2 separate regions of the Gossypium hirsutum genome follow, and region 2 is linked to region 1. Evidence: chromatin contacts called from public Hi-C data. All regions are on one chromosome and are shown on one strand. Each heading gives the region's core, a stretch centred on a gene start, on an enhancer-like site or on the middle of the called end of the contact. The rest is flanking DNA. Distances are from core to core; before and after follow the strand shown. Region 1 holds the start of LOC107951681 (inositol-3-phosphate synthase). Region 2 holds the start of LOC107951678 (L-ascorbate oxidase).

What was found. A called contact is a pair of places that touch in the nucleus more often than the background predicts.
Region 2: a Hi-C map of leaf shows a contact between it and region 1, with 1.6 times the contacts expected there. The contact joins the promoter of LOC107951678 here to the promoter of LOC107951681 in region 1. A contact is called at or near these places in 9 of 34 Hi-C or Micro-C datasets (callus and leaf).

The regions. Positions count from the first base shown.
Region 1 is chrA02:98,969,726-98,973,913 of Gossypium_hirsutum_v2.1, forward strand. It overlaps LOC107951681 (inositol-3-phosphate synthase), which reads right to left and starts at 1,264. Exons shown (of 10, transcript XM_016886803.2): 1 at 811-1,264; 2 at 659-727; 3 at 414-549; 4 at 81-328. The coding sequence starts at 998.
Region 2 is chrA02:99,135,877-99,140,159 of Gossypium_hirsutum_v2.1, forward strand. It overlaps LOC107951678 (L-ascorbate oxidase), which reads left to right and starts at 2,679. Exons shown (of 3, transcript XM_016886802.2): 1 at 2,679-3,113; 2 at 3,208-3,609; 3 at 3,686-4,283. The coding sequence starts at 2,718.

The DNA.
Region 1 (4,188 bases), core at 14-2,513:
AAATGTTAAAAAATTCAGCTACTTTTCCTGTTCTACAAGCTTAACAAATACAGTTTGGAGGGTTGGAGTTGATTATATACCTGATGTCTTTGATGACCTGCTGAACTTGTTCTTTCTTGGTCCCCTTCATGACATTATTGGCACGTTCACCTTGGTTAGCAGCAATGAAATCAGGATCGTAGATTCCAGGGAGTGGGACCATGGATTCCATGTAGGGTCTCAGTTGCTTTTGCAGATCAATGTCGAAAACCTTGGCCCTAGCCATTGCATCAGCTAGGTTCATGTCACTAATGTCCCATCCTCCAAACACAATATCATTTGGGTTCACCTTTATTCATTCATTTATCAAGCATTAAGCATTAAGTAGCAAACTAGTAAATTAAAAACTAAATCTGGGTTTATAATTCGTATACCATAGGAAGAAGACTCTTAAATGGAGCATAAATCTCTTCTCCATTGTAGGACCCAACTCGGATCGTTGATGCTTGAGTCAATGAACCAAAGTAATTAGCCTGTTGTACCTTGTCCTTAGTAGCCCAAGAGATACCCCTGAGAAAACCCATCATTACCCATATCTCAAAAATCCAAAAAAAAAAAAGGAGAAAAGAAAACAAATCAAAATTAATCAGATCTTTTATCTAGAAAGTACAAAACTCACTCTTTGTTAGCTATAACACCTCCGGTGAGGGTTGAACCATTGTTTCCTCCCCATCCCACAAGCATCACCCTAAAACACATAAATAAATAAAATCAAAATAATCAAAATCGAAATGGCAAAAAAACAAATGATGGGCAGATTTGGATTCTAACCCCAATTTAGGGACATGGATATCAGTCTTGAATTCATATTTGACAGTTTTGGGTTTAACAACCCATTGATAGGTTCCATTTTTGTTCTCATGAACAAGCTCTGTAGTTTCATAGTTGTAAACAGACTGAATTTCATTCTCCGTGTACTTCACATTGGGGCTCTCTACCTTAAAACTCTCAATAAACATTTTTGCTGAATTTTTTTTAAAAAAAACCCACAAAAGGCAAATAAAAAACACAAACTTAGAATGGAAATGAAACTGTTTTTATTTCTCTTTTGCCCCACAATTTTGTGCTTCAAAGCTTGGGACTAGGAGGCTTATTTATAGAGGAAACATATAATGAGAGGATACACGTGGCATCATCACAATGGTTGATGCCTTACGTTAAAATTTCGTCATTGAATCCCCTTTGGTTTTTCGATTCAAGAGAAGGTAGGCCATGCCTATGCTGTTTTGTGGTTTTTTTGCCCGTTCGTACGTGTGAAGAGGGGTGTCATTTTTGACGTGTAATACACTTTACACGTGGCTTAACCTTGTGAAGGAAATTTTATTTTATTTTATTTTTATTGTGTTGCCATTGAGAAGGTACTCGAAGGGGTATATTGATTGAATGACTGGATCGTTTAGTAGGACCCATATCCACGCGCTGTATTTCCACGTGGATAAAAGACCGGAATTTTAATGGTATATGCCGAAGACTTGGCCGACGGTGAAGAATAGGTGTTTCTTACGCGCTTTAGTTGAGGTGTATTGTGCATCTCAACTATCAACTGAGTCCGTCCTTGCTTGTTTTCATGTGAGGCCAGAGTGGGAAGTAATAATAATAAAAGATACGGCTTTTCTTACATCAATAATATAAAAAAATTTAATAATTCAAATATATACCCATAAAATTATTTATCAAAATAGTACTTTTACTACAGTATTTTGTCAGTGTTGGGGTAAATTAGTGACACAAGATTAAAATATATTGACTTAAAATATTCAGGGATTTAATACGTAAATTTCTCATTTTGATTGGTTGTTAAAAAGAATTGTTAGGTCCGTTAATAGTGTGAGAGCATCAAACTTTAAATAAGTTAAACTGCTTCATAAACTTTCTCTATTTATTATTTTCTTTTATTTTCTTTTAATACAAAAAATAGAGAGGCTTCTTACCAATTACTCAAAAAAAATTTCTATCAAATTTTCTTTTTGTAAAAAAATTGATTCCTATTGAAAATAAATTTTATTTATTTTTTGAAAAATAATTTTTGTTCAAATTCTTTTATTCTTGTCGGAATAATTTTTAAAAAAAATTATTTGAACAAAAAAATTATTTTTTTAAAAATAAATAAAATTTATTTCTAGTTAAAATCGATTTTTTTACAAAAATACTTTTTAGTAAAAAAAACTTTATAGACTAATTGATAAAAAGTCTCTCTATTTTTTGTGTTAAAGAGAAATAAAAAGAAATAATAAACAAAAAGAGTTTAAAAAACAATTTACTTTATTTAAAGTTTGGTGTCGCCGCACTGTCAACTTATATATTAGATTTTGAATATTTTAAGTCATCATGTTTCAGTATGGTGTCGCCAATTTATTAGGTAACACCAGTAAAATATTGAAATAAAGATATCATTTTGATAAATAATCTTAAGAGCATATTATTTAAGTTATTTTTATTATTATTAGGATAAAAAAACCAAAATTTACAGTTTAACTATTAATCTGGCATGGTTAAAAAGATGAGATCCCGTACTTGTCAGCTAGAATCAGGGTCGTAAATAAATAAAAGGATTTGACTGAGACTTTGACACTTAAAAATAAACCAGACTGAGATCAAGATTAGAGTTTTCTCAAATTGCTAATTTATAAAAATATTAAATTATTTTTGTATTTTAGTTAACAATTTTTTAATGCCACTAAGTGTATCTCGTGCTTTGGTAGAATATAATATATTGTTTTTCATGAAACTTTTATAATGTACTTTTTTTTCATATTAAAATATATTTTATTGTTCACAATAATTATGTTAGATATTTAAGCTAACTTTTCAAAATATTATTATTTTTTAATCATTGTTAAAAATAATAATCTCTTAAAACTTATTATTTAATTATGCTTAATTGTTTATAAATTAACATGTTTTTAAAAAAGTTTAAAATTTATCTTTTCGATGAGTCAAAAAAATTTATTAAATTAATTTCTTAACAAATTTTTGATAAATTTAAATGTGTTAGTTATAATTTTGATAAACATTATTAGAAATAAAAATCCTCTAAAGCACTTAAAATAAATATAATATGTAATGATTTTTTTTAAAATATCTTTTTTCTATTATCAAATTCAATTCATTAAAAAAGCGTTTCGAAAAAATTAAAATTTTTTAGTTATACATTTGATAAATTTCAAATGTAATAAAAACTATAATGGCAATTTTGAAGTATAATAAATAATAAAGAGCATTTATTTTTCAGAATATATATTAGTCTCTAATCTCATATGTATTGTATGTAATTTTATATATTAATTTATTTAAAATCTAAATAGTATAATAATAAATTGAAACAATAATTAAAATATTTTTAACATATTCAATTGATAGTGTAGTTTTACTTCATGTAATTTTTAAATTATAAAAATTAATATAGTAAATTAAATTCTTAATTTTTTATTTTTTTATTTTTTTCTTAGCCGTTAATATATTCCCAAAACATTTTACAGATAATATATAATTAATATATTAATTAATATATTATATTATATTAAAAATGTATTATTTATAAAATTTTATATATAAAATATTATTTTATAAATAATTAAAATTTACTATTTAAAAAGTAATATAATTTTTCACTTTTCACTGTTTGGTTAATGGAAGCAAAATAATTTAAATTTAAAAAAATTCAATATAAATTTGACTTATTATTATTATTATATAAATTCCTTTAAAAAGGTCATTTAAGAGAATTAAAATTCTCATTTATAATTATAATAAATTTGATCAAGTAATTTTTTAACCAATTATTTTAGTAAAACTAGAAATCTTATAAGTTTGTATATTTAGAATGGTAAAAAAGAAAAACACAAAGTTATATTAGTCAGTTCAATTTGTTTCGGTAGAAAATAACAAGACAAAGTGATTACATTCTTAAAGTACTATCGACATAGAGAAATAGTATTGCACTCAGTTATCAGTATATTCTTTATTGAATCTAGATGCTCCCAAAATAGTTGTGTGTTTCCCAATTCACTTGAAGCTATTTTTGCAATATGATCAACAACCTGATGTACTCTTATATTTGACACTTTTTGCTTGTTAATTCCCTTGTCTTATGAATTTTTCACTACTTAATTGGCTATATTTGATTTATTTCTTGTGTAGTGAACCCAA
Region 2 (4,283 bases), core at 1,429-3,928, 170 kb after region 1:
TGAATCTACAGCCAAAGGCCGATTCCAACGACGAGTTTATGTTGTAGAATCTATAGCCAAAAAGTTGGTTTTATCTGTAGAACTTTTATTGTGAACCCACAACCAAAAACAGATTCCAATTGCGATGACTTGTTGTGTGTCCACAACCAATATGACATTGTTATCTGTGAACCAGTAGTGGTTTATCCACAATGTGGCACAAAAGTAAAGGAGTTCTAGGAAGAAATCCTACTGTGGTGTGTAACAGTGGGGTAGGAATTATTCTATTTAAAACCTGAAACTGTATGGCATCATTTAAATCATGTGCATACAAATCTAAAAATTATGTTATGATACATATGCGTAAAACTATGTACATATGTCTATACATGCATGGAATATGATTATTGTGGCAATTCTGATGATTTGATTATTTTGAAAACTATTATTTGATTTCTGATATATTAGTGATGGTTGCATTTGAAAACTGATATTATGAACTGAATTGCTATCTTGATTATTCTATGCAATGTTAACAAATGTGTCCTAATGAGTGTCGCATTGGTTTTGTTGTAAATGGATTCACACTCACTCCTCCTTTAATTTCATCATTACAGATAACCCACTAGGTTAGAATGTAGCCAAGGCATTCGGAAGGTCTTGGCACAATCCAACTTATTTTCAATTTATTAAGACATATTATTTTGATTTATTTTATTATTTGAGGTTTATAATATTTTATTTGAACTGTGGCATGGGATTTAGGACTTAGGATGTTTTTATTATCGCATGACATTTAATTGTGATTTTAATTAGAACATTAAATTTTTACTATTAATTGATGATGTATGAACCCCGATTTTTATTAAAAACTTAAGTAAAGACCGTCTTTTCCACTGCTAGAAGATAATTTAAACGTTAAGAAAATCATAATTGATATCATCCAAATTTCGAAGAGTATATGGAAGAATGAGATATAGATTATCTTAATGATGCAGATTCAAATGCAAATGATGATGAACTTGATTAAGGACCAACAGATGATGATAAGGAGAGTATGTTCAATATTAAAAAGAGAATATAACCCAATATATATGCACTAGATTAATTAGATAAAATTGCGTATGATATTTATTTTTTCTTATATTTATTACTAATACAATACATATGATGATTTGATTTTAAATTTTTTTATAGAAATTATTATTATACTAATATTTTTATAATTTTTAAAATTTTTTAAAATATAAATTATATAACTGTGTAATTACAGTTTGTACTACTAAACATGCACATGAAATTACAATATAATTACTCTATCAACCAAATACATTAAGGGAATTACAATTTTTTATAATGACAAGATTGTAATTACACTTTCATTCAATTAATCTGTATTGTCTAAACAAATCCTATTATAATTATAAAATAGTAATAATTATACTTTTATTTAATTAGTGTTGACGAAATTTATGATTAATTTTTTAAATTACCTTTTTTAACATAATCTATTTATTCTTTTGGCATGCTAACATGTGCACTTGTCAACAAACTTGGAAGAAAATCCACGTTAATACTCGGCTTCTTCGTTTGAGGATACATATGCTTCTGTTCAACTTGTCTGACTGGTTTATTCCGCTGCCAAAAGTGGACTTTCTTAATTTCTTTATCTACTGGCATATATTTTGCCTTCATTTTTATTAAAATTTAAAATTTTTTATTTTTTAAAATTTAAAATTTAAAATTTAAGTCTAATTATTAACACTTTAAATTTTTTTGGTGACATTTTCAAATAATTATGTAACTAAAAAATTAATGTCGTAATGAATCTAAATTAAACAAAATAAATTTTAAAAATTTTAATAATGAAACTAAAATTTGAAATCTAAAAAGGTAGAAGGACTAAATTCTTAAAAATAAAAGTATAAGGACTAAATTTTAAATCTAAGAAGAATACATAAACTTATAATATATCTGAACCTTATATTTATTAAAAATAATTTATAAGTAATTAATTAAATTTAAATAAATTCAACTCAAATTAATTAACTAAAATAAATATAGAAAAGAAATCATATATTTATGCTTGATGAAACTTAAATATGAACTCTTAGTTTTCAAAATTTCAAACATGCTATTAAGCCAAAAATTCATTTGCCATAATCATACTTTTCTAATTTACTAAATATAAAAATATATTTCAGTTTTCACGCATTTATTATAATGATATTGTTGTTTTGACTAATAAATAAATAATTTATTATTTAATTTCTAAAAAATCTTAGAAAAGGCAAGAAAATTCTAAAAGGGAAAGAAAAAGACGTGTTGATCTTCCCAACTAATTGACCACGTATGAAAGGCATAGATGCTAGTAAAATTATTATTGAAACTTTTATTAAAATAATAAGTATACATTAAAGTGTAAGTTAATTCTTTCTTTTAACAGTTTCATTTTTTTTTATATTTTTAAAAATTAGTATGATTGATAGAATAATCTAACGATGACATGTAACATATTATATGTACTACGTAATTGATGAATTTTTAATAAAATAATTAATTATATAATTGACTAATTTATCTAATTTTTAATTATAAAAAATACAATACAATTTAACTGTTAATACAAAATTCCATTATACTTTTACCCTCTATCCCTCGACATACTATATATACTTTGCACGCCAAGGGTGTAACCACTCAAAATTTTTTTGTTGACTGAGTGGAAAGCTGAAAGCATGATCTTTAGCAATATGGTTTTGATACCAAAATGCAAAAGCAGAGTAATCTTATTTCTATGGTTATTAGGGATTATAGCTTTGTTAAATGGTTCGGCCGTTGAAGCTCGGATTCGTCGGTATAAATGGGAAGTGAAGTACGAATACAAGTCCCCTGATTGTTTAAAGAAACTGGTAATAACCATCAATGGCCGAACACCTGGTCCTACAATCACCGCACAGCAAAATGATACTATCATCGTTGAGCTCACCAACAGTTTGTTAACAGAGAATGTTGCAATTCACTGGCATGGAATTCGACAGATCGGAACACCCTGGTTCGATGGAACTGAAGGAGTGACTCAATGTCCGATTTTACCCGGAACCACTTTCAAGTATCAGTTTGTTGTCGACAGAGTAAGTTTGTGTTTCAAGTTTCAAGGCTTTTTTTTCTTTCTTCTAATTTGAGATTTATAAACTGAAATTCCAAAAAAATTTGTATTGGATTTAGGCTGGAACATACTTGTATCATGCACATTATGGGATGCAAAGAGAAGCTGGGTTATATGGATCAATCATTGTTGGACTTCCTGATGGAAAATCCGAACCTTTTACCTACGATTATGATCGGAATATTATACTCAATGATTGGTACCATAAAAGCACTTATGAACAAGCTGCTGGCTTGTCTGCTATTCCCTTCCAATGGGTTGGAGAGCCTGAGTCACTTTTGATCCATGGAAGAGGAAAGTTCAACTGCTCTACTTTAATTACTCCAAGTTTAGACGCTGGTATTTGCAATGCTACAAATCCAGATTGTGAGCCTTTCAGATTAATAGCAGTCCCTGGAAAAACTTATCGATTGAGAATCTCTAGTTTAACTGCTCTATCAGCCCTCAGCTTCCAAATTGAGGTATTTCTTAAGACTGTAAAATGGGTTCAAATTTTGCCTGTTTTTAAATCTGGAAGCTAATTTGTTTCTGTTTCAGGGTCATAATATGACAGTGGTTGAAGCTGATGGGCATTACGTTGAGCCATTTGTAGTACAAAACTTGTTCCTTTACTCGGGAGAGACATATTCGGTCCTAGTAAAAGCCGACCAAGATCCCACAAGGAATTATTGGATAACATCCAATATTGTTGGTCGATCAGCACCCAAAACTCCTCCTGGTCTCGGCGTTTTCGTTTACTATCCAAATCATCCAAGGAGATCTCCTCCCACAACTCCTCCACCTCCTCCTCTATGGAATAACACTGACCCTCGATTAGCTCAGAGTCACGCCATTAAAGCTCGCCAAGGTTACATTCACACTCCACCTTCACGTTCAGACAGGGTCATTGTGTTCCTCAACACACAAAACACGATCAATGGGAATGTTCGGTGGTCGGTCAACAATGTCTCTTTCGCACTTCCTCATACACCTTACTTGATCGCACTCAAGGAAAATCTAACCCATGTGTTCGATCAAAACCCACCTCCCGATGGGTACGATTTCCAGAATTATGATATCCGTATAGTACAAGAGAACAAAAATGCTACTTCGAGCAATGGGGTTTACAGGTTGAACTTCAACTCAACTGTGGATA